6 separate regions of the Mus musculus genome follow, and regions 1, 2, 3, 4 and 5 are each linked to region 6. The links are chromatin contacts, called in public promoter capture Hi-C maps. All regions are on one chromosome and are shown on one strand. The core of a region is the stretch at or near the end of the contact, and the rest is flanking DNA. Distances in the headings are between cores, read along the strand shown.

The links. Promoter capture Hi-C pulls out the DNA fragments that hold promoters and counts their contacts. Capture Hi-C pulls out chosen DNA fragments and counts their contacts.
Region 1: a promoter capture Hi-C map of hippocampal neurons shows a contact between it and region 6, with 2.4 times the contacts expected there. The contact joins the promoter of Arhgap31 here to the promoter of Gpr156 in region 6. A contact is called at or near these places in 1 of 39 promoter capture datasets (hippocampal neurons) and 1 of 9 other capture datasets (embryonic stem cells).
Region 2: a contact with region 6 is called in a promoter capture Hi-C map of adipose tissue. The contact joins the promoter of Tmem39a here to the promoter of Gpr156 in region 6. A contact is called at or near these places in 2 of 39 promoter capture datasets (cranial neural crest and hippocampal neurons) and 1 of 9 other capture datasets (adipose tissue).
Region 3: a promoter capture Hi-C map of liver shows a contact between it and region 6, with 2.5 times the contacts expected there. The contact joins the promoter of Stxbp5l here to the promoter of Gpr156 in region 6. A contact is called at or near these places in 3 of 39 promoter capture datasets (HPC-7-derived erythroid cells, hippocampal neurons and liver), 1 of 115 datasets of contacts at active chromatin or transcription factors (embryonic forebrain) and 1 of 9 other capture datasets (embryonic stem cells).
Region 4: a contact with region 6 is called in a promoter capture Hi-C map of embryonic stem cells. The contact joins the enhancer-like site here to the promoter of Gpr156 in region 6. A contact is called at or near these places in 4 of 39 promoter capture datasets (the 3T3-L1 cell line, embryonic stem cells, hippocampal neurons and 1 more), 8 of 484 Hi-C or Micro-C datasets (differentiating embryonic stem cells, embryonic stem cells and reprogramming fibroblasts), 4 of 115 datasets of contacts at active chromatin or transcription factors (embryonic forebrain, embryonic stem cells and neural tube) and 1 of 9 other capture datasets (embryonic stem cells).
Region 5: a contact with region 6 is called in a promoter capture Hi-C map of pancreatic islet. The contact joins the promoter of Polq here to the promoter of Gpr156 in region 6. A contact is called at or near these places in 2 of 39 promoter capture datasets (hippocampal neurons and liver) and 1 of 9 other capture datasets (pancreatic islet).

The regions. Positions count from the first base shown.
Region 1 is chr16:38,711,657-38,715,327 of GRCm38.p6, reverse strand. It overlaps Arhgap31 (Rho GTPase activating protein 31), which reads left to right and starts at 2,293. Exons shown (of 12, transcript NM_020260.2): 1 at 2,293-2,754. The coding sequence starts at 2,655.
Region 2 is chr16:38,560,996-38,564,437 of GRCm38.p6, reverse strand. It overlaps Tmem39a (transmembrane protein 39a), which reads right to left and starts at 1,624. Exons shown (of 9, transcript NM_026407.3): 1 at 1,308-1,624; 2 at 137-323. The coding sequence starts at 249.
Region 3 is chr16:37,383,198-37,386,918 of GRCm38.p6, reverse strand. Stxbp5l (syntaxin binding protein 5-like) reads left to right here and starts at 1,961. Exons shown (of 28, transcript NM_172440.3): 1 at 1,961-2,109; 2 at 3,214-3,407. The coding sequence starts at 3,222.
Region 4 is chr16:38,469,382-38,473,192 of GRCm38.p6, reverse strand. All of the region lies in intron 1 of Cd80 (CD80 antigen), which reads right to left. Among named protein-coding and RNA genes, the nearest start is that of Gm41453, 12 kb to the left of the region's middle. Within about 2 kb of position 1,257, at least 8 of the 459 cell types and tissues checked have an H3K27ac peak or open chromatin away from gene starts, as enhancers often do. A contact at or near this core is called in embryonic stem cells, where this site is marked.
Region 5 is chr16:37,009,699-37,013,119 of GRCm38.p6, reverse strand. It overlaps Polq (polymerase (DNA directed), theta), which reads right to left and starts at 1,334. Exons shown (of 30, transcript NM_029977.2): 1 at 1,061-1,334; 2 at 1-13. The coding sequence starts at 1,220.
Region 6 is chr16:37,914,914-37,918,757 of GRCm38.p6, reverse strand. Gpr156 (G protein-coupled receptor 156) reads right to left here and starts at 2,262. Exons shown (of 10, transcript NM_153394.2): 1 at 2,143-2,262.

The DNA.
Region 1 (3,671 bases), core at 1,044-3,543, 800 kb before region 6:
CAGGTCAACTCCACGCGCTTGGACCTGTCGCTGACCAAAGGATTACCCAATTGGATCTCCTCAGCATTTTCTTTCTTTAAAAAATTGGGTGGGATTAATATTATTTGGAGATACACTTTGCTGTGGATTAGTGTTGCTTCTTTGATTGGTCTGTAAGCTTAAGGCCCAAACTAAGAGAGACAAGGTGGTTATTGCCCAGGCGCTTGCAGGACTAGAACATGGAGCTTCCCCTGATATATCTATGCTTAGGCAATAGGTCGCTGGCCACTCAGCTCTTATATCTCACGAGGCTAGTCTCATTGCACGAGATAGAGTGAGTGTGCTTCAGCAGCCCGAGAGAGTTGCAAGGCTAAGCACTGCAATGGAAAGGCTCTGCGGCATATATGAGCCTATTCTAGGGAGACATGTCATCTTTCATGAAGGTTCAGTGTCCTAGTTCCCTTCCCCCAGGCAAAACGACACGGGAGCAGGTCAGGGTTGCTCTGGGTAAAAGCCTGTAAGCCTAAGAGCTAATCCTGTACATGGCTCCTTTACCTACACACTGGGGATTTGACCTCTATCTCCACTCTCATTAATATGGGTGGCCTATTTGCTCTTATTAAAAGAAAAAGGGGGAACTGTGGGAAGCCGCCCCCACATTCGCCGTCACAAGATGGCGCTGACATCCTGTGTTCTAAGTTGGTAAACAAATAATCTGCGCATGAGCCAAGGGTATTTACGACTACTTGTACTCTGTTTTTCCCGTGAACGTCAGCTCGGCCATGGGCTGCAGCCAATCAGGGAGTGATGCGTCCTAGGCAATTGTTGTTCTCTTTTAAATAGAAGGGGTTTCGTTTTTCTCTCTCTCTTGCTTCTTACACTCTGGCCCCAAAAAGATGTAAGCAATAAAGCTTTGCCGTAGAAGATTCTGGTTGTTGTGTTCTTCCTGGCCGGTCGTGAGAACGCGACGAATAACAGACAGGCAGAGGTGCCTCCAAACTAGAAGGCTTGTCTTGAAAGCCAGCCGCCGTGTCTTAACGTATGGCACTCCTTGTTTTACGAGAACGCACTTGTGGTATAAGCAGAGCTTCCTTCCCACAGGAGACGACAGAAATCCAGCTTTCTTACGGAGAAACATCTTAATTCTTTAGTGTTGGCTAAATTTTTTTTTAAACAATATGTTCCAAACAAAACACATCTGTAGGCCAAATTTGGTAGGCTGGCTATCAGGTTATGTCTGGACATAGAGAGAAGGTCAGAGTTCAAAGTTCATAAACTGCCATGATGGCTTTTAAGAGGAATCAGTAACTAAAATGCAACACATAATACTTTTGCCAGCTATATGAATGTACCTACCCTTCAAGCCTATATATGGATTTGAATGGATGCAGGAAGTTTAATCTAATCTTTGAGTTGTCAAGGCACAAGACTTTAAGTGTTCACTGTGTGCTGAGTACACACGAGTCAAGGAATTCCAACTAAAGCAGGAAAAACATGCCGGGGTGAAAACATACGCCTCAAGTTTTAAAACAACCTGGGAGACTGGCAAAATGTCAGCGCCCCTTAAATCTTGGTTTCTTTACTCAAATCTCTTGCAGTTAGTAAGATCGGGATGTGTGTGTGCGTGTGTGTGTGTGTGTGTGTGTGTGTGTGTGTGTGTGTGTGCCTGAACTTGAGTTTGTAACTAGAAATATAACTTCTTCCTGGGCAGTGGTTACAAAGCTGCACCTCTCTCTCGCCCGAGGGTATCCTAACCTCAGCGTGGGAGAGGAGACGTCTGGGCTTCAGGGACCGCAGACCCAGGCAAAGAGAGATGGGAGTGGCCAACGTAAAGGCTTTGCCGGTCAGGTTTCTGGAATCCCAGTCTTTGTTACTGTCACTACACTTAAGTGTCGACGGAGGAGAAAGGCAGGCACTGAAATAGAAAGTGTCAGGACTGGGATGACAAGGAGAGCAATTCCATGAGCACCCATCCCGAGCCCTCCCTGCAGAGTCCGGCGCCGCCTCCTGCGCTGTGCAAAGAGCCTGACTGGCGGCAGGAAGCGGGCGGGCGGCCGCGGCTCCTCGCGAGGCCGATTTCCTCCGGGACGGCCCTGGGCGATACTCTGGACTAGCAGAGCCACTTCGGGAGAGCGCGATCTCTCCCCCAGCCCGCGCAGCTCAACCCACCCACTTACTTCCTTCGACTGCACTCACAAACACACACACACACACACACACACACACACAGCTGCCAAAAATTTCCAACCTCCGCCCCCCTCCGGAGCTGACTTCCTTCCAGCGCTTCCTGAGCTGGACGATCCTGGGATTTGTAAGACAGGAAAAAAGGGACGGCGCAAGGGCGGGCAAGGGGACGTGATGCTGGCTGTTCGCGGTCCTCCAGCGCTCTGAAGGCAGAGCGCGGGCCTAGGGCGGAGCACACTCAGCCCCGGGGCGGTCCCCTAACCGCCGCGCCCCGGCCCCGGCTCCTCGCAAGGCTCAGCCGAGAAGCGCGGGGAGACGCCGCCGGAGCCCGAGTAGGGAGGTGACACCCGCCCGGGGCGGTGCACGGCCCAATCTGCGCGCCCATGCGGACCCGCGGCGCCGCTCTGCCCTGGTGACCCGACCCCGAAACCCTCATCAGCGGTGCGGAGCAGAGAGCGCAGACGGAGGGGCAGCCTCTGTGGGGCTAACTCATGAAGAACAAGGGTGCCAAGCAGAAGCTGAAACGAAAGGGAGCCGCCAGTGCGTTTGGATGTGACCTGACGGAGTATCTGGAAAGTTCGGGACAGGATGGTAATGTACCCCCCCCCCTTTTTTTTTTTTGTTTAAGAGCGATGGATTTCTCTTGGGGTGTGCTGGATGCAGTTCACAAGTTAATGTGTTCCAGGCTCGTGCGCTCACTGTACTTTAATAGGAAAAAAAAAAAAAAAAAAAAAAGACAGTTCTTAACCACATCGCCTCCACCCCACAGTGCAGGAGCTGGGTCTGTCCATCCGACGTGTCACAGGAGCGGTGGATGAGCAGTGGTGTAGCTGTGGCGTTTACTGGCCATTTCTGAGGCTGAAGCCCCGGGAGGGAGGCTCGGGTCTTAAACTTTGGGTATTGAAAGGGAAAGATGAGGGGGTGACTGACGTGTGGTGAATCTCTCTGGATGTATCATTGTGATCATCTTAAATGTGCCTCCTGTACTGGAAGGTTTCACCGGCTCACATCCTTTTTTATTAATGTGGTAGGAGGCAGTGTGCTGGGGGTGGGGCGGGGAATCCTGGCTGGGGGAGTGCTTGCACAAACATTTTCTGTATTTCTGAGTTGATGCCAAATATACAGTACCTCCCCCGACCCCCCCCCCACCTCACCACCACCACCCTTTACCTCCTCCTGCCTTTTCAGAGGGGCCTTTGGTGTGTCCTGCGAGCAGTGTGTCGTAAGAAGGTCAGAGGGCCTCAGCTTTAAAAGAGTTTAGGATATAGAAGAGCGTCTCTGGTTTTTTTTTTTTTAAGTCAGCTTGGAAAAAGAAAAAGAGGAGCCAGTGGAAACAGTTTAAACATTTGGTGGGTGGGGAAAAATGAAAACAAACTATACTGGGATAACACCGTCTTGGAGGGTAAAAGTTTTTAATATAGCAAAGGTGGGGGAATGGGGCATGAAATGACTCCTTTTGTAAAGTTGACTGGTTCTGGACTTTAAAAAAAAAGGCTTCTTTGGAAACT
Region 2 (3,442 bases), core at 375-2,874, 650 kb before region 6:
TCAAAGGCAGAATTCCTACTTCAGTGATAAGTTTGATAAGCAAACATTTGAATAGAATTATTTTGTATTAGTCTCACTGATAACAGGCTATTACAAATCATGCCAAGTGTTAAGCATAGAATTATATGTTCTTTACCTGTTCCTCAAGCCCGTCCCATTGCCACAGCCGCCGCCGACCAACGTCTGTATGGAAGGTAAAGCTGACCGGCTTAGCTGCTGCCGACTGGGACCCCGCCTTCTACTGGGCATGTCCAGGAACCAGGTAATTTCCAGTGCCACCTGAAGTTGCCACCCAGGCTGATGACTGTCAACTTATTTCAAATCTGAATAATATTAAAAAAGAAAGAAAGATTGTAACTTTTTCTAGAAGTCAGTATAACAAGCAAATGTTAAAACTCAGTGAGCAGATCTTATAAAATCCAGATTGAATTTTCAAATAAATGTTCCTGTCCCTATATACTGCTTGGATCTGGGGTAAGGTCAGAGGTTTAAATTCTGAGCTCAGCTGTATTCAGCATTAAGGCAACTCCCGGCTGGTGTCTTGTCTTGCTGACTTTTTCTTAAATAAAACAAGACTACAATCTACAAGGTGGCATTCTACAAGAAACACCACAACTTACTCGATTCTAATTTGCAATTTCACATTAAAATCACTTGAAATACAGGAAATATCTCTGTCCAAAATATGAGGTTGTTATCAAGGAATCTGACTAAGATTTGCCGCAGGTTTCTGACCTTGACCAAGTCATTTAACCAGAGTTTGTTTCTTCATTTCACTCAAATGGTTGCCCGTTTCAGAAAAGCTTCTGTAAAACCGCTAAGAAATTAAATGAACGTGCAAAATTAAAGGGCTAAAGAGATCTTCAGGGGGGAGGTGGGCGGACGACGACATTATGTTTTCCTCAATTTCGGCAAACATGGTTCTGCCAACATATACCACGTATTTCCTAAATACGACTAAAAATACTCTGAAAAAAAAAATTTTTTTTTTTGCTTAACATTACTACTGTAGAGGGATCCGAGGTTCCCTAGTCCACTGTAGGCTAACAAACGCCAGGTGGGACAAAGACTCCAAACTGTTAAAGGCAAAGAAAGCTGATCCCTGCTCAATTAAAGAGAAAGTACGGTGAGGGCAAAAGGCTGGGGCGCATCAGCGTAAGATTGTTCGAGGTGGAAGGCGAGAAACCACAAACTTGACTGGACTAAACCTCCAAGACGGAATCACCTAGTGGTCTCAGGCCGGCGGCCGAAAGAGCCGAAGCACGCCAGGGCCGGCGAGATGACAAAGCAGGTTAAGTAAAACTCACGCATGGGACAGGCTGGCCACGGAGAGGGATCCCTGGGAGGAGGCGGCGGCTTCACAGCCGCGACCCCGGGCACCCAAACTCACTCCCTCCTCTAAAGCGCTCCAAAAACAGCTGCCGGGACGCAGGCAGGATCCCACTGGACAGTCGAAGAAAGCTCTCGGGTCGCTAGGTTACCAGACCCAGACCGGGAGTCCGTGCCAGAGCCAGAGCTAAAGTCAGAAGCACAGTCCGACCCCATCACCAAGACTCATCATCCTCAGCCTCCATCGCCCGGGAGCTGAGGAGACGTGGCAGCGCACAGCGATGACGTCAGCTCTGCGTCGCGCTGGCCCCCGGAAACAGGCTTGCGGCCAGCAGAGCTGGCTCGCCCTCCTCCCGGCGCACCTGCGCAGTGGGACTCTCCGGCGCCCGGGCTTTCCGGCCCATACGTGCCCGGCGGAGTTTTTCTGTTTGTTGGTTAGTTTGGTTTTTGGTTGTTTTTTTCCCCAAATTTTCCCTGGCTCCAGTCAGCTAGTGTCTAGAGAAATGCTTGGAGAAGAGAAGGGAAATTCGGAGATGCCACCTAAGATCACGTCTTTCATATGCAAACGACTGTGACAAGCACGTCGGACGCCTGCCCCTTGCAGGGACTGAATATTAAATAATGAACTAGGTAGATAATAGAAATAAAGAATGAGTTCTAGAAAAGTTAAGTCTAATAAATAAGAGAACGCAGCAACAAGCTTCAGTAATGCTGTTAAGAACAATAAATTCACAGTTAGAAGTATATCTGAGCAGAGCAGTGGTGGCGCACGCCTTTAATCCCAGCACTTGGGAGGCAGAGGCAGGTGGATTTCTGAGTTCGAGGCCAGCATGGTCTACAGAGTGAGTTCCAGGACAGCCAGGGCTACACAGAGAAACCTTGTGTCAAAAAAAAAAAAAAAAACGAAACAAAACTACATCTGAGGTCCAGGGATGGCACTAGTGCCAATACTGTAAAGGGTCTGAAGCTCCAAAGATGAGTAAGCTGTTTTCCGAGGACAGTACGTGGTAAATAAAAAGATATGGAGTCTCAATTGTACAGCTTACTTTACCATGCTGAGTTCAATCCCTAGCCTTCACCCTACCCCCCCCCCCAAAAAAAAGATAGGCAGCCCAATGTTGCCCAGAACTGTCAGTAGTTTGATATCAAAATGAAGCAAGCCTGATAGGGCTGGAGAGTTGGCTCAGCAGTTAAAGAGCACTGAATGGTCCTGAGTTCAATTCCCAGAAATCACATGGTGGCTCACAACCATCTGTAATGGGACTTGATGCCCTCATCTGGTGTGTCTGAAGACAGCTACAGTGCACTCACATATATAAAATAAATAAATCTTTAAAGTAGAAAAAGGTAAAATAAAGAAGAATAAGCCTGGTGTGCCGGTGGAGGCCAGGGGGATGCAAATTATAACTACATTGAGATGCCATCTCACCTCAGTCAGATTTGCTATCATCAAGAAAAAAGATAAATAGATATAAATAAATCAAAATGTTGGCTAGGATGGAGAGGAGAAGGATCCTTACTCACAGTTGGTGTCAGTATAGAAAGGTGTAACCACTGTGGCCTTCATGATGGAGGTGTTTGAAAATGAAAACAAACAAAAATCACAATGACAGGACCTGGCTGTACCAGTCCTGACCATATGCACCCAAAGATAGTTGCACATCCATGTTTACTACCGTTTCATTCACAACAGCAAGGAAATTGAGTCAGTCTACATGTGCATCTTCAGATGGGTGGATCATTAAAAAACCCACGATGGTTTTTACTAAGCTTTAAAGAAAAATGATGATAGAACTGGAAAATATTATATCAAGTAAGGCAACAAGTTTGAAAAGAGAAATGCCACGTGTTCCCTCACATATGCATATTGTTTATGTGTGGGGGGTGGGGTGGGGGGGCATGTGAATGCCAGGCCAAGAGTGTGGAGGTCATAGGACAACCTTGGGTACTTTCCACCTAGTCTGAGACAGTTCTCCTTGTTATTGGTTGTTTCGTATGACAGGCTATGTGGCCTTTGAGCTTCTGGGGAGTCTCCTGCCTCTGCCTCCCATCCTCCCACAGGCCTGCTAGAATCAGATGTCTACTACCACATCCAACTTGGCATAGCTCCTGG
Region 3 (3,721 bases), core at 712-3,211, 530 kb after region 6:
TCATGATCTTTGTTAACTTGTTTAATATGCTTTTCCTTTATCAGTTCTGGTTTTTTTTTTTTTTCATAGAATACATTTGTGATAGTATGATGCTTGTGATGAGTGACCTAAGTTTTGTTTGTAAACATTTTATGTCTCTTTGCTGAACTGGAATATCTTCTTCCTTCACTTTTACCAAAAGGCCAGACCTCCACATGCTGTGGGCTTGTTTTCATATTGACCCTTAAGTAGGTAGGTCAAATTTTGCTGAAGCAAAGAAAGCATTCTAAATCCATCACTCTATTTAATAATGGTTAACTCACCAAATCGCCTCCTTTCAAAGAAAAGCTAGACGTAAAAAGAGGAAGAAAATCTTTTAGCTCTCATTAACTCCGATGTTTGGAAATGAACAATGGGCCAGAAAGGAAAAAAAAAAAAAAAAAAAAGGCAACAGGAGACAGCAAAAGACAGGTATTGTTAGGTATCTGATATAGGATTTAGAAGCACTTCAAGATCCAGTTTATAACACATATGAAATTTGTTTCCATACTTATTTTTCACTCCTCCCAAGCATGATAAGTTAGATATCATCTCATAAATCTTTATCTTATAGCCAGTAACTAATCCATTGTCTAAAGCCCTTTGAATGCTCTTTCTAAGAGAAATACTGTGCCAGGTACTAAATTAACTAGAAGCACAAAGTTCTACTCCTTAATGGTTATTAAGAAAATCACTATCTGGGTTTGACCGTGAAAGTGTGAGAGGGTTACAAAAAGAAGTGCTGCAAGTGTTAAGGAGTAGAACATTCAAAATGAGAATGTGAATACCGAGCTGAGTTTCCGAAAATCTGAGCGCGATTTGATCGCCATGGTTTCTTTGCTATTTGCCTGAGTAATTCATAAGGCATTCAAGTCTTCCCTTTCTCCCCTCTCATCTCTGACAGAGAAAGGGATGGGTCTGGAAGTGGTGTTTCATACCTAAGATGTAGGACAGTAAATATTTGGGACGATTTCTAATGATCCCTGTTGCTTAGATTAAAGTGTACAGTTAGTTATGGACCTTGAGCCTTTTACCAAAAGCCAGTCAGGGCTCAGAACTACATCACCTTCTTCACAATGGTGCGATGTTTCTTTTTCCTGTATGGAATAGAGTATTTTCCAAAATGATTCAAATGAGAAAAAAGCTTAAGATGCATCTTGTCATGATTTGAGAGAAATGTTTCCTCAAAAATTTAATTTGTCTATGTGGAGAAGGGGAACGCTGGTCTATTTCCATAGGCTGTATAAAGTAGGCAAATCATTTCCTTAAGATTTGGAAGCCAACATTTCCACCGAAAACCAATTCATTTTGGTACAGATGACTTAATGGAGAGAACTAACAGTTTGTAGGGATTATTTACAAATCTACGTTCAACGCATATAGCAGGGCAGCGAGATCGTCTATTAGATGCACCTGGCCCTGGTGAGCAGAAATAGATTCAAGGGGTGCTGGGGGGTGGGGGAAGGCTGCAAAATAAGCCCGGTCCAAAAGCCGGGTCCACAATACAGTCCAGAGCACGACCTAAGGTAACCCTTTCTGCAGCCTGGGACTCCCGGAGCGCAAGTTCTCAAGCTTGCAAGCATTCTATTGATTCACACTTGCGTCCTTCAACAGGTAGCACCAATTACAGCCCCCAAAGCACGGCGCCAAGGCATACTGGCTAGTATGGCTGTCAATCAAATACATCACCTACTTTCCTAAATGATCCCCTCCTCCTGTCACTGGCTTTTTCTCTGACCTATCCCCAAACTTCTTTCCTGCCTGGAATCCCTAAGACTTAGGTCAGTGGAGCTTGTGATTGGCGAGAGGATGTCCCGCCCCCCTGGTGCCCAGAGTGCCCCGCCCCCGGCGCGAGAGTCTGGGAGGGAGGAGGGTGCGGGCCGACTGGGGCGGGGCCTACCTCCCACGGCGGGGGCGGAGCCTGAGACAGACCCGCCCGCTCGGTTAGGACCTCGGAGAGCGCCAGGCACCAGGACCAGAGGGACCCGAGAAGCGGCCGGATCCGGGCTGGACCTTCGCCCGCCTGTGAGCCTGCAGCCTCCGCGCCCTCCGCCTCACGGGCTGGCCGGCGGCTAGTGGCGTCTGAGGAAGGTGCTAAGTCTGGGGTCCCCAGGGACACCCGTGCTGTCCCATCGCGGCTTGCCCTCACACCTGTGCGCACGCCTGTGTGTGTGTGTGTGTGTGTGTGTGTGTGTGTGTGTGTGTGTGTGTGTGTGTGCCTGTGCAAGAGGGAGAGCGCGCCCGCGCAGCTGTCTGAGGTGCGTGTGGCTTCCCGGCTGTCTGTGAGGGCTCCAGGGCTCGTAGCCCGCGGTGGTAGCCTCAGCGCCCTGCTTGGCTGGGAGGGAGCGAGAGAGCCAGCTCTGCGCGCCCCGCAGGCTGAGGCGGGACTCGGGCCGCAGGCGTCACCGCCTCACATCCCCCGGAGAGCCGCTGCTGTGCAGAGGGGGAGCCGGGCGGGGAGGGGACACGGGAGACCAGAGGCGGGAGAGGGGCAGAAGAGAGGAGCTGGGGACAGGTGGAGGCAGGCGGTCCCCGCTCGCCCCTCCCGTCGGCTGTGGCCGTGAGTCACCGCAGATGTTTTGGGGTCTAGGTTTTTGGGTATATGGGATGGAAAAAAGCCATTTTTTTTCCTGTCCCCTAGTTTCTATTGAGAAAAAGGAAGCTTTGAAGATGATGGGATTGTGTGGGGGGGAGCCCCAAACATGGTGGAAGAGTAAATACTGGTTCCCCTACAACATCGTTTTTTCCGATAATAAAAATTTATGAGTTGACCCTGAAGAAGGAAAGCCCCCCTTTCAGAACAGTCCATAGGGTCTTGGTCTGTTGGGCTCTGGTTTGATTGTATAATAATGATGATATAATGCTAATGACGATGATGACACGGCCTTTTATTTTTACCCCAGTGCTGATAAAGCATAGCTACAGCTGGGGATAAAGCCCTTGAAAATCTGAATGTGCGAAGGAAGGAATACTGTTGCTCTTGGAGTTGTGTTCTCTTTATCTTATAAAGATATCCCTTTTAAAGTTAAAATTTGAGGACATGAAGCCCGAACCCCTCTTCCCCGTCGATTACATCCAATGCTCATAAAATGGGGACTAGCTACTCCTGCCTTGACTAATGAAAAGATAGAGGCTTTTGCCCCGTAAAATTCCATGTTTGTGACCACTTCTCTTTTCCTTTTAATTTTTCGACAGTGTTTAAAATGAAGAAGTTTAATTTCCGAAAAGTTTTGGATGGCTTAACTGCCTCTTCCCCTGGCAGTGGTAGCAGCAGTGGCAGTAACAGTGGTGGGGCTGGAAGTGGCTCTGTCCATCCAGGAGGGACTGCAGGGCTTCCGAGAGAGGAAATTCAGGAAAGCCTGACTTCAGACTATTTCCAGATTTGCAAGGTAAGTTTTGAATTGGCTTTAGGGCCTGTTATATTTCTACTTTACTGTTGTGAAGAAACAAGGAGACACACACACACACACACATACATTTGCAGGGCTGGAAATTGTTGAGACGTCAGTATCAAAGAGCCTAGTACTAAGTTGATTTGAATGAATAAAAACACTTTAGATATTAACTTTGGCATCGGTTTATAAGCAACAATGGTATTTTAAAGAGAAGGAAAAGACACACAAAAAGTAGTATTTCCAAGGTGTTAAAGCCAAATAAGTGGACAAAATACGTTTGTGTATACGTACTAAACTGAAGGAGAAAT
Region 4 (3,811 bases), core at 8-2,507, 560 kb before region 6:
TCCGCACCCATTAAACAACCGACTCGCTCTCCACTTCCCTCACCCCTGAAGCTGCCACTCTGCTGTTTGCCTCGGTGAGGCTGACTACTTCAAATCTACTGGCCTTCTTGTGGTTGGCCTGTTTACTTAATATTACGTCTTTAAGGTTTGTTCATCTCGTGTTATATGACGAGTTCCTTGCCATGTGACATAACAGTCACAAATAATCTGTCTCTTTGTCTATCATCTAATCTATCCATCTATGTGTATGTGTACATACACATATATTTATATGTATATATATAAATAAACATATATATTTTTCCAATTTGCATGTTGTATAATTATACATACACATACGATTTATCTTCTCATCTGCTGATGGACATCTGGGCTGCTTCCCTCGCTTGTCTAATCTTGGGTAGTTGGGATAGTGGATGATATTGCTGTGAACATGGGTCTGCAGATGGCTCATCATAACCCTGATAACCCTTCATGTGGACATTTTCACAAAGTAGAATTCCTGTGTCATATAATATTTCTATTTTCATCTTTTGAAAACATCTGTTATTTTCCATAGAGGCTGTACTTCCAGTGCTTTTGAGAAGGATCTGGAAGCCACTGATTAGAAAGCTAAATACAGCCGGGCAGTGGTGGCACACGCCTTTAATCCCAGCACTTCGGAGGCAGCAGAGGCAGGCCAGCCTGGTCTACAGAGTGAGTTTCAGCCAGAGCTACCCAGAGAAACCCTGTCTTGAAAAAAACAAAAAAGAAAGCTAAATACAATCAAACGAAACAAAACAAAACAAAACAAAACAAAACAAAAACCAAAACCAACTTGATTCTGCAATAATCAAGACCACTGAAATCAGACTCATGAACTAAGCATTATAATACAGTCCAGACCCCTGCATTTTCTGAGGGTTTTCCAATGACAAGCAGGATTTAGCATTAATATGAACCTTCTCTCAACTCAGGTAGGTTTTGGTCCTATCTCAGGATAGCCTTGAACTCCCTATGTAGCCGACGGTGACTTCCTGTCCACACCTCCCGAGTCCTGGGGTTATAAGCAAACACCATCACGCCTGGAGTCCTAGTGCTTCTTATGTGCTCTATCGAACATATTGAAGCCCGGAAGATAAGATAGCCTTGACCAGAACTCCAGAGACTGTGCATCATTTGCTTACAGAACACGCACCACAGCCAAGGGCCTACCACGCCCTTCCTTTCTGGTTCCTCTGTGTCATTCTTTGAATGGGAACAATTGCGAGTTGATCTACTCCCCCCCACCCCCAGCTGTGAGGTAGAGGTCACCCTGCTTTACAGAGGTCTTAGCTGGGACTCAGATGTTTAGGCAGCTTGCAGCAGATGGGGCTATGACCCCATGCCCTGTGACTCTCCATCATGAAGGAACAAAGGAGGCAGAGAAGAGAAAATATAAATTTAAAAGAGGGCCATATTAAATAAGACATACAACAGGACGTCCTTATTCTTGGAGTCCACATTTGTTAATTTTCCTATTCTCCAAAATTGTTTACAGTTTATTTGGGGAATGGCAGGATCTTGCTATGTAGCTCTGGTTGGCCTCAAACTGATAGCAATTCTTTGGCCTTGACCCCTTAAATACTAGGATTACAGAAATGTACCATCATGCACAGCTCCAAAATTTATTTGCAACCCAGAATCAATACTTGTAGGATTGTAGACATAGGGAGAAGAGCAACACCCAGGAATGCCTAACATATCCAACAGAGGTAAGCATGGCATTCGGACATCTTGTTCAGCTTTGATGCTGCAACAAGGATGCTTTTGCCTCACTCCAGTCTCCTTAGCCCTATACTCTCCACATAACACAACTCTGTATTTTTTTTTAAAGATCTACCCAATGGGACTTTCCTCTTCATTTCTTCTACAGCTCTTTCCCCATGTTACACACACACACACACACACACACACACACACACACACACACACAGAGAGAGAGAGAGAGAGAGAGAGAGAGAGAGTTGCACAGAGCTACATTTTTTTGTTGTTGTTGTTTTGGTTTGAGACAGGGTCTCTATAGGTAGCTCAAGCTGATCATCTTGATCCTCCTGCCTCAGCCTCCTAAGTCATGGGAAAGGTGTGAGCCAACATACCTGCTACTAACATGGCTTTGGATGCTCTCACCTTCCTACCACATGGTTTGATTTGCGAAGAACAAAGGCCACTAAAGCAAGCACTAGATTAGAGAATGACATTAGGAGAGCTGAGACATGCCCCGCTTCATCTAACTCTTCTGATTAGGCAGCCTAAGGTGAGTCCAATATTTTAGGAGCAACCATATACCTTGAATACCTATTACTACATTGGCAAATAAACTGCCAACTTTTTACCACCTGGTTAAGCATCCTTGAATGTGGATGGCACTACAGAGAGTAGTCCCGAATCTTCTTCTCTCCCTCGCCTTCAAATGATAACAAATGGTGAGCGTTCTAAATGTATAGAGAAGCAGCGACTTGTTTTACCTACCCATCCAAATGCCTGTGGACCACGAGTCAGAGACAGGACACCCCAGAAGTGGGATGGTCCTCCAGTCCCATGAGAAGGCAGATGGCTTTTCAGAGACCCCAATGAAAGGGCCAGGGCAAGTTAAAGAATCTGCAGAGCCCCGAAGGAACGTGGAGGACAAAGTTGAGGCCTGTGGAGTCCGAGGGGCACCACCAGAACTGTTTTATTTTACAGATGAGAAAACTAGGCCAAGCAAAAGTTTGACCTATGCATTTATTTCTGGCCCAGACTTTTAAGGCCACTCTCCATTGAGTGCCCTAATCGTTGGTGTTTGTTGTCTACTTGATGGGATCTAGAATCACCTGAGACAGCAGTGCTGGCTCCCAAGGAAACCAAGGACAAATGACTAAATGTGGAGCCAATTTGTCATCCATGCTGACCACCTGATCTCTCAGTATTGCAAGTACCTGTTACAGAGTCCTGGCTCCTCCCAGCCCTCTCACCCCTCTCAACCTTCCCTCCTCCAGCTTCTGATTCCTTATAACCCAGCCATTTCAGCCACGCAGTCTCTTGATCCTGGCTCCTCTCTCTATCTCTTTGTTTCATTCCCTCTCCTGGTCTCTCTTCTCCCTCCCTCCCTCCCTCCCTCCCTCCCTCCCTCCCTCCCTCCCTCCCTCCCTCCCTCCCCCTCCTTCCTTCCCTCTCCTCTTCTTTTTCTCTCTTACTCCCTCTCTCTCCTCCCATGGCCCTGGTCTATTCTGCTGACCATGTTCAATCTGCTACTTTCTGGACTCTTCCACATGCCTCTGCCTGTGCTCTCCCCCCTGTCTACCACCCAAACCTTCTTCTCAACCCTAATTGGAGTGGCCACGTCCTCATTCTCATTCAGCCAGCGTGTCCTATGCCTCAGGGGAATTACCCTGGTTTCATCGAGGTAGGAAAATGTGCCCATTGAGGGTGACACTATTTCTTAAGCTAGGTCTTGGATATAGAGGGGGAGAGAGCTGTCCCAGGCGTCTCCACTGCTTCTCTCCTTTCATGTAACTGCTGCAGTGACCTCCCTGCCACGAGGGAGCACACCCGGAAGCTGGGCAGGACAAACCCTTTCCCCCTAGTTACTCTTGCCTGCCATTTTACTATAGTGACAAGAAAGGAATCCAAGGTCACTGGTTGCCTAGTTTTAGGATTCAGTTCCAGAATAACGAAGCCAACACTGCATTGCTCCACCCGGCTGCTCCATTGAGCTTTTCCACGAAGAGAGAGCCAGTGGGTAAAGGCAACTGCTAACAGACCTGGCATCCTGAGTTTCATCCTTGGAAGGAGAGAACAAGCTCCTGCAAGT
Region 5 (3,421 bases), core at 85-2,584, 900 kb after region 6:
CGCTTGTTTGTTCCTTTCAGAAAAACAAAAACAATTTAATTACCTCCAACATACAAGTTTAGTAGTTAAACCTGTTTGAATTCCTACCAAACTTAAAACACATCTTCACTTCTAGAGACCTATTAAGAAACTGATCCTATACAGAAAAATGCTAGCAATTTTTTATTTACTAGATGAAAATTTGAAAACTCTTAAGAGCCACAAACAAAAGTGTGCTATAGCTGGGCGGTGGTGGCACAAGCCTTTAATCCTAGCACTTGGGAGGCAGAGGCAGATGGATTTCTGAGTTCAAGGCCAGCCTGGTCTACAAAGTTGAGTTCCAGGACAGCCAGGCTATACTGAGAAACCCTGTCTCGAAAAAACCAAAAAGTGTGCTATACACACTGAATAAAAAGTTTGTACAGATGTGGAGGTAGAAGGGTGATTAAGCATTACAAAGCTGTTAGATGAGTTTCTCTTTACGATTTAGTACTGAGGTATCTGCATAACCAAGGGCAAAGAATTATGAAATGCACTGGTGTAGGCCTATAATCCCAACATTTACGGATAAACACCCTTGGTCCGAGATCGAGACAGCACCCAGCCTGACCTAGAGCAAGCCCTTATCTCAAAAAAGCAAACAAGAACTGGGTTAAGGTTCTAAGACAACATGTGCCTTCCAGCTTTGCTCTTTGCAGTCCAAAGAGCCTGCATCCTACACCACACCCAGAAATTTGGTACTTATATATATGAAGTTGTACCACTGGACATTTATCCTAAGCAAACCCTCGACATGGTGACAGGATCTGGCCAACTTGGAAGTTGTTTCTGGGAAGGTGTAAAGACCCAAAAACCAAAGAACGCCCATATCTACTGGGGCAGTGGTGGACTAAAACACCATCAGCTGTGCATGCTGGCCAAGAGGGAAGCCATCCCCAGGGTTGAGTCCCAGGCCGGGTACTGGATAGCAGCCCTGCCTCCAGCTATCCAGCTCCGGTGCGGGAGTGCATGGCCCTGATACTCTCGCAGCCCATCTCAACCCCTGCTGCCCTCGGCCGCGTCGGCCCCGCGGGTCGAGTACCTGTCCCTGTGAGCCTCCGGCCGCGTCCCAGCCCCGGAGGTGGACTCAGCACCGGTCCACACCGGAGCTGAGGGCTAACAAAGCTATCACCATCTCCCGAGAACGTGTCGGAGCCGGACGATGAACGCCGCCGTTTCCTACTCCGGCGCGGAAGACTCATTGCAAACAAGCTCCTCTCGACTGTTCAGGACACGACACAGTCCCATAGGCCTCCCGCGCGGGAGAACCCCAACCTAGTGACAGCTACCGCCTCCATCTTCCCGCCTCCATCTTCAAATGCAGGCCTCCCAGCACGCCCCGGAACCACAGAGTTCTCCTGGCTAGAATAACCCGACTACCATAGAGTGGTGAGGGACGGAACAGCCCGCGCTGATATCTGGCTTCCGGCCTCCGCTGGCGGCTGGGGATAGAAAAGGGGATAGAGTGCTGGAGACATTAAAAGGAACGGAGCATCTGACTGCATTCGTAGATTGTTCTAAAAACATTCCTCCTGTTTTTACTTATTTCTGGTTTGAATCGGAAGCTAATGAGTTGCCCTTATGTGAATAGATTAGGAAAGTATCTCTTCTTTACTATTGTATTGTGTTTGTTTCTTTTTTGTTTCTTCAGATTGTGTAAAAAAAAAAAAAAAAGTAGGGTTTTTTGGTAGAGCGTAATTTGTGCGGTTTTCCTCTTGTCAAATACGTGAATTAAAATAACAGATGGGGGTGGAGTAGAGGACACGCCCGGGTTAAACATTCCAGGCTGTAGACTGGTTCAGTGTCAATTATTTTGGGTTATCTCGGCCCCTTAAATAGCCACTTGTTTGGTCACACAACTCTGTCATGTTCTTGTGACTATTAAGTAAGTCGTTTGGGAATGTACGAATTTGGGAATGTAGCTTCCACCAACCCAAAAGCTAAGCATGTTATATGCATCTGAGCCTTACAGCAGAAGTTTCTCTTGATTTGCTGGATCTAACCTACCTGAAGTTTCCATTAACATCAATGTATCTTTAAACGTCTTCAGTTATAGCTCTCTTTGCTCGGAAATATAAAAACTCTGTAAAACTGCTACCACAAAACAGTATATAGAACAATTTAAATTTGTCCCTGGGGCCATAGTAACTCATATTTGTTCCAGAATAAATTTTCTTATTCCCTCTGAGTTGAGAACTGCACTTCTGTGTTGGCAGTTGATAGGGAAGGGATTATTTCTGCGGTTATATCCTGAGGATTGTATGATCAGAACTGGAGATTCTGGATAGATCCCTTTGGTGTTGAAAGAGGAGGCTCTGAAAGCACATGAGGGGTCATTCTGAACAAGGAAGTTAGTTATAGATGTGCTTTGACCAACTTCTGGACGTAAATCGGTGCCTGGTACTTGCCTAGTTCCACAGTTCATCTCACCAAGCCAACAAGTGGGTGACAAGCCTATCCTGAAGAAATTATGGCCATTGGTTTGGGGGAAGGATGTGGGGAGTGAATTTAGGAAGTGGTTAAACAATATTCTAAAATCCCACCAGAGGGAGGCATTACTCCATGAAAGAAACGCTTCCTTCCTTTATGCATTTATTCACTAGGAAATTATTGGGCATCAACAGTACACTAGTCTCAGTGTCAGTGATGCAGGGTGGAACGCTTCCTGCTCTGAAAGATACTGGTACAAACATTGACTAAATTAATTATTAATTTAAATTGTGACTACTGCTCAGGGAGAAATTCCTAGGAACAGAGGACTATCAAAGGAATCCTGACTTATAGTCTCAGTGGAAACTAAAAGTCCAGCTGTAGACCTACACAGTCTGGGTCTGGGTTTAGAATGTATTGACTGTGCTATCTTGGGCATCTTGCATAACCCCTCAGTATTCCCACATCATATGAGAAGAGTAGGAGTCTATTATCTGTGGATGAGTATACAGAATGCTGAGACCAGGGCTGCCACATAAGTTCTGTTCAGAGAAAATTACATTACATATTTTAACAAGCCCTAATAATAATTCAAGACTGTAATGAAGAAAGAATAAGCCAGAGAAGTCTCTTACGATTAGCCCATCGAATACTAACTTACTTTATTATGTGAACCATGAGGAGATAAGAAAGTCCACTGGGGAAGCATTGAAAGGGATGGTCTGTGTCCTGCCACAAGCCTAAACTACGCATTCAAATCTTCAATATTTATTCCCAGTATTTTTTAAGTCTTCAAAACTAAACCCAAAGCTACTTCTCAAAAATATCACTACCATATACCTGGCCATAAACCCACACTTCGGGAGGTTGTAGGCCCCAATAAGCAATCGACTGGTGTTGAATTGCTAAATGGGCATGTTACTTTGCCATCAAAAATGTATCCTTAGACCCATAGACTAATCTTATTCTCAAC
Region 6 (3,844 bases), core at 1,013-3,512:
ATGAATTCAGGCCAGAGAGGAAGCTCACCAGGTAAACACTTGCTGTGAGTGTTTGGATCCCCAGACCATATAGAAAGCCATGTGCTGTGTGTTCAGTTCTGTTTTAACAGGAGGTGAGAGGCAGAGACAGGAGAATCCTTAGATTCGGGCCCACTAGCCTGGTGCACACAGCTAACAAATAAGAGATCCTGCCTCAAACAAAATGGAAGCAAGAACCCAACCTGAGGCATCTGTCTGCATGTGCCTGTACACACACATACACACACACTCTCATATATATACACACACATTCACACACAAACACATACATACATGTGCGCGCACACACATAGACATATGGAAACACACACTCTCACACATACACACATACTCACAAATACTCACACACATACACACATGTACATGCATGCACACACACACACTACATACACTCTCTATCACACACAAACATGCATGCACGCACAAGGGTATTTTTTTAACGGTGAATCTGAGGAGAGAGGGCACTTCTTAGGGGCCTCTATTTCTTCCAATAAAACTTTCAAATGCCCTTATGGACAAATAGCAAGAAAATGTAATAGAGGAGCCCTCATCGTGAAACAGTGTAGTCCTTAGGCCTAGCATAGTAGCACACACCTTTAATTCCAGCACCTGGAAAGTAGAGGTACCTGGATCTCTGTGAGTTCAAGGCTACCTGATCTACAGATCAAATTCCAGGATAGCCAAGGCTGTACAAAGAAACCCGGTCCTGAGAAACCAAAACAAATCAAAACAAAATGGTGTGTCTGAGGCCGCTTCTTTTTAGTTAACTTCATTCCTTTGCTCATTCTTCCACTCTCTAGGACAGAAGTTGCTTTTAGCTATTTGCCCTCCTGGTCTCTGCTGAAGGACATTCCTGTTTTCCCAAGACTGGGCTTCTCTATTCCCAAGTTTCCATAAAGGCTTTGCCTCTGACCAGACCAACTCTAGGGAACAGAGAGAAGCTAAAGCTGGGGGCAATGATAGAGAAGCAGAAAGAATATGCCAGATACAGTGGTGGTCCTGCAGGGGAATCACACAGACAAAATGGGACCAGGGAGCCCCCTCTCTTTCTGAGAGAGTCCCAACTCAAGCCAGCCTGCCAAGGCACTTTATATCCCAGAGTCAAAGTGTCTACAGCCCCCAGACAAGTGATTCCCTCCTCATTTATCTGGATACACCCATTTGTTCCTTCTGCAGCAGTTAAAACTACAAACTTGGAAGCCTGGCTGGTGTTCCAACTCCTGGGAGAATCCAGCTATTGGTGGAGAAAAGGTGTTTCTCCCCCACCCTCTTTGGCGGCCTTGCTGCTTAATTAACACACCAACAAATATGGTGGTTTTAAACTCCCATCTGAAAACTCTTCTTTTTCAATGAAGTATTCACACTCTTAGCATCTCCCTCCACAGCTTGTTTAAGGAATACACTGGGAAAACAGGTTTATCAGAGGTACCTAGTTCTCATGCATCCAGAAAATAAACAAATGGGTAGAGTGGCTACACCGTCTTCCCTACACAGTTTAATCTCGAAATGTTAACAGGTAACAGAAAGCATTAAGGAAGTAGCACGTGATGCCCAACTTTCTAAGTGGAAGCCTCTACAACACGCTTGGAAACTGCTGCTGGTCAGATCCAAGGATGCTCAGGAGCCTGGGTCACTCCTCCAGTGCCCAGGAACAAAGCCTCCACACAGAACATAGGCGGTGTAGTAAAACTTTCTTCTCAGACTTCAGAGAGGGGGTGGGGGAACGTCAGCTCACCACCCTGCCCTCGGGGTGAGCTTGCACCTGCAGGGTAGATTTGGGGTCACGCTTGGAAATCACCCGAGTGTGGGAAATAGTTCTGAGATCTCCTTTTTGAGCACTTTGTTGCTTATTCAATAAAATAGAGAAGTCACACTGGGTTCACTCTCCCCTCCCCTTTTTCCTCCCAAATTATCAACGCCATCCCTGATGCGTGGCCACGCGCTCTTCCCTACTTTTTGGACTTCTTAAATCATTTCTGAATATCCTGCTCAGGTTTTGAATAGGAGAAGGGACTCCTGCCCTCTCCATTTCTTACTGGAGGTGTCTGTGTCCATAGGGAGGTCCTACAAAATCTGGGGTCTTCAAGGGCGCACTGTGCTCACCTTGCGGGGTCCCCGTCCGCAGAGATGCGCCGAGCCCGCGGCCGGGATTGGGACGCGCGTGCTCTTCCGGTCTCTGGTGGGCTCTCGGGTTTGGAAGGTGGCGGGAGGGACGCGGACCGCGCCCATCGCCTCGTAGACAGCCGGAGTGGCGGCTGTGCGGTGTGCGCGGTGCCCTGCGGGTCGCCTCCTCCTCTGTCTGACCGCCGTCCCTCCTCTGGCGCCACCCCGCGCCGCGACCGGACCCTGCGCTCGGCTGCAGGCCTCTCTACTCCGGAGTCCCTTTACTCCCGCATCCTCCACTCCTCCAAAGACGTCCACTCCTGTTTGAGCGGTTCTCTGGGCGACTTCCTGCTGCTGTGCTCAAAGAGCCGCTTGCAGCGCCGGTCTGAGGAGCCCTGTAGCCCGAGGATGCTCAGACCTCCGGAGCAGGTCCTGTGCCTGGTTCCTCAGTCTCAGATCCCGGTTTCTGGTTTTTTGTTTGTTTGTTTGTTTGTTTGTTTGTTTGTTTTGTTTTGCTTTGTTTTTGTTTTGTTTTGATACGGGGGGAGGTTATCCATTAGCTTTCCCTTGGCCTTTTGCATTTCTCCTTCCCTCTTCTTTTTCTTACTCCCCGCCTTTCCCTCTCATCTCTTCTTTTTCCTCATTCTTCATTTTTTATTTGGGCATTTTTTGATTCTTTACATTGAGCTTGTGTTTATTTTAGAAAGACAAGAATGTTGCTTATAATAGGAATGCGTGTGTGTGTGTCTGTGTGTCTGTGTGTGTGTGCATGTGTTTTCCCGTGACAAGGTTTCTCTGTGTAACAGCCCTGGCTGGCCTGGAATTCACTTTGGAGACCAGGCTGGCCTCGAACTCACAGAGTTCGACTGCCTCTGCCGCTGGAGGGCTGGGATTAAAGGCTTGCATTTCAAACACCACATTTTGACCACATATTTTAGGGACAGGAGGGGAGGGGGAACCGAGTAGGACTTCAGGGTTCAGATCACACATGGTAAGGAGGATTGGCTTTAAAATTTTTTAACCCCTCCCTCACTATTTCACCCAAAGGCTTCTTTTCACAGGAAAATACTTCATTGGAGAGGAAAATATGGGGAAAGAAATGAAGCAAACGTTTTATTCAGGACAATGCGTGTTTCTCACATCTTGTCCTGAATGTGAGACACTGAGCAAAATGTGAGTTTCTGTTCTGTGCAGTTAGATGCTGTCATTGGGGAGGCCCCCTTTGATTCTCCACTTTTGGGGTTACTCAGTTTAAAAGCCCAGGACAGGGATGTTGGAACAATGCCTCATGTGGTAGAGCAATCACTCTGGAAGCGTGAGGACCTGCTGGGGTTCCCCAACAAAAGCCTCTGCCTGTAATCTCAAGGCTGGAGGCAGCGAAGGGGACAGGCAGATTTCTGGGGTTTGCTGGACGGCCAGTTTACATTGGTAAGCTTTAGGTGCAGTGGGAGTGTCTGTCTCAGAATCACTGTGGAGCATAATTGAGGGAGACAACTACCATCAGTGCTCTGCACTCCACGTGTATGCACGCACAGTCACGTTTCTGGCACAGTCTTTCTCCATCACTCTCACTTCAGTGTCCAAAGCTGGATCTTGAGTCTGTCGCTCCCCATTAAGAATTTCCCCTCTGATCTCCGTTGCCTGTTCTCTTACCTCAGACTCCCCCAGAAAACAATAACCAGTTACTCTCACTGCTCTTCTA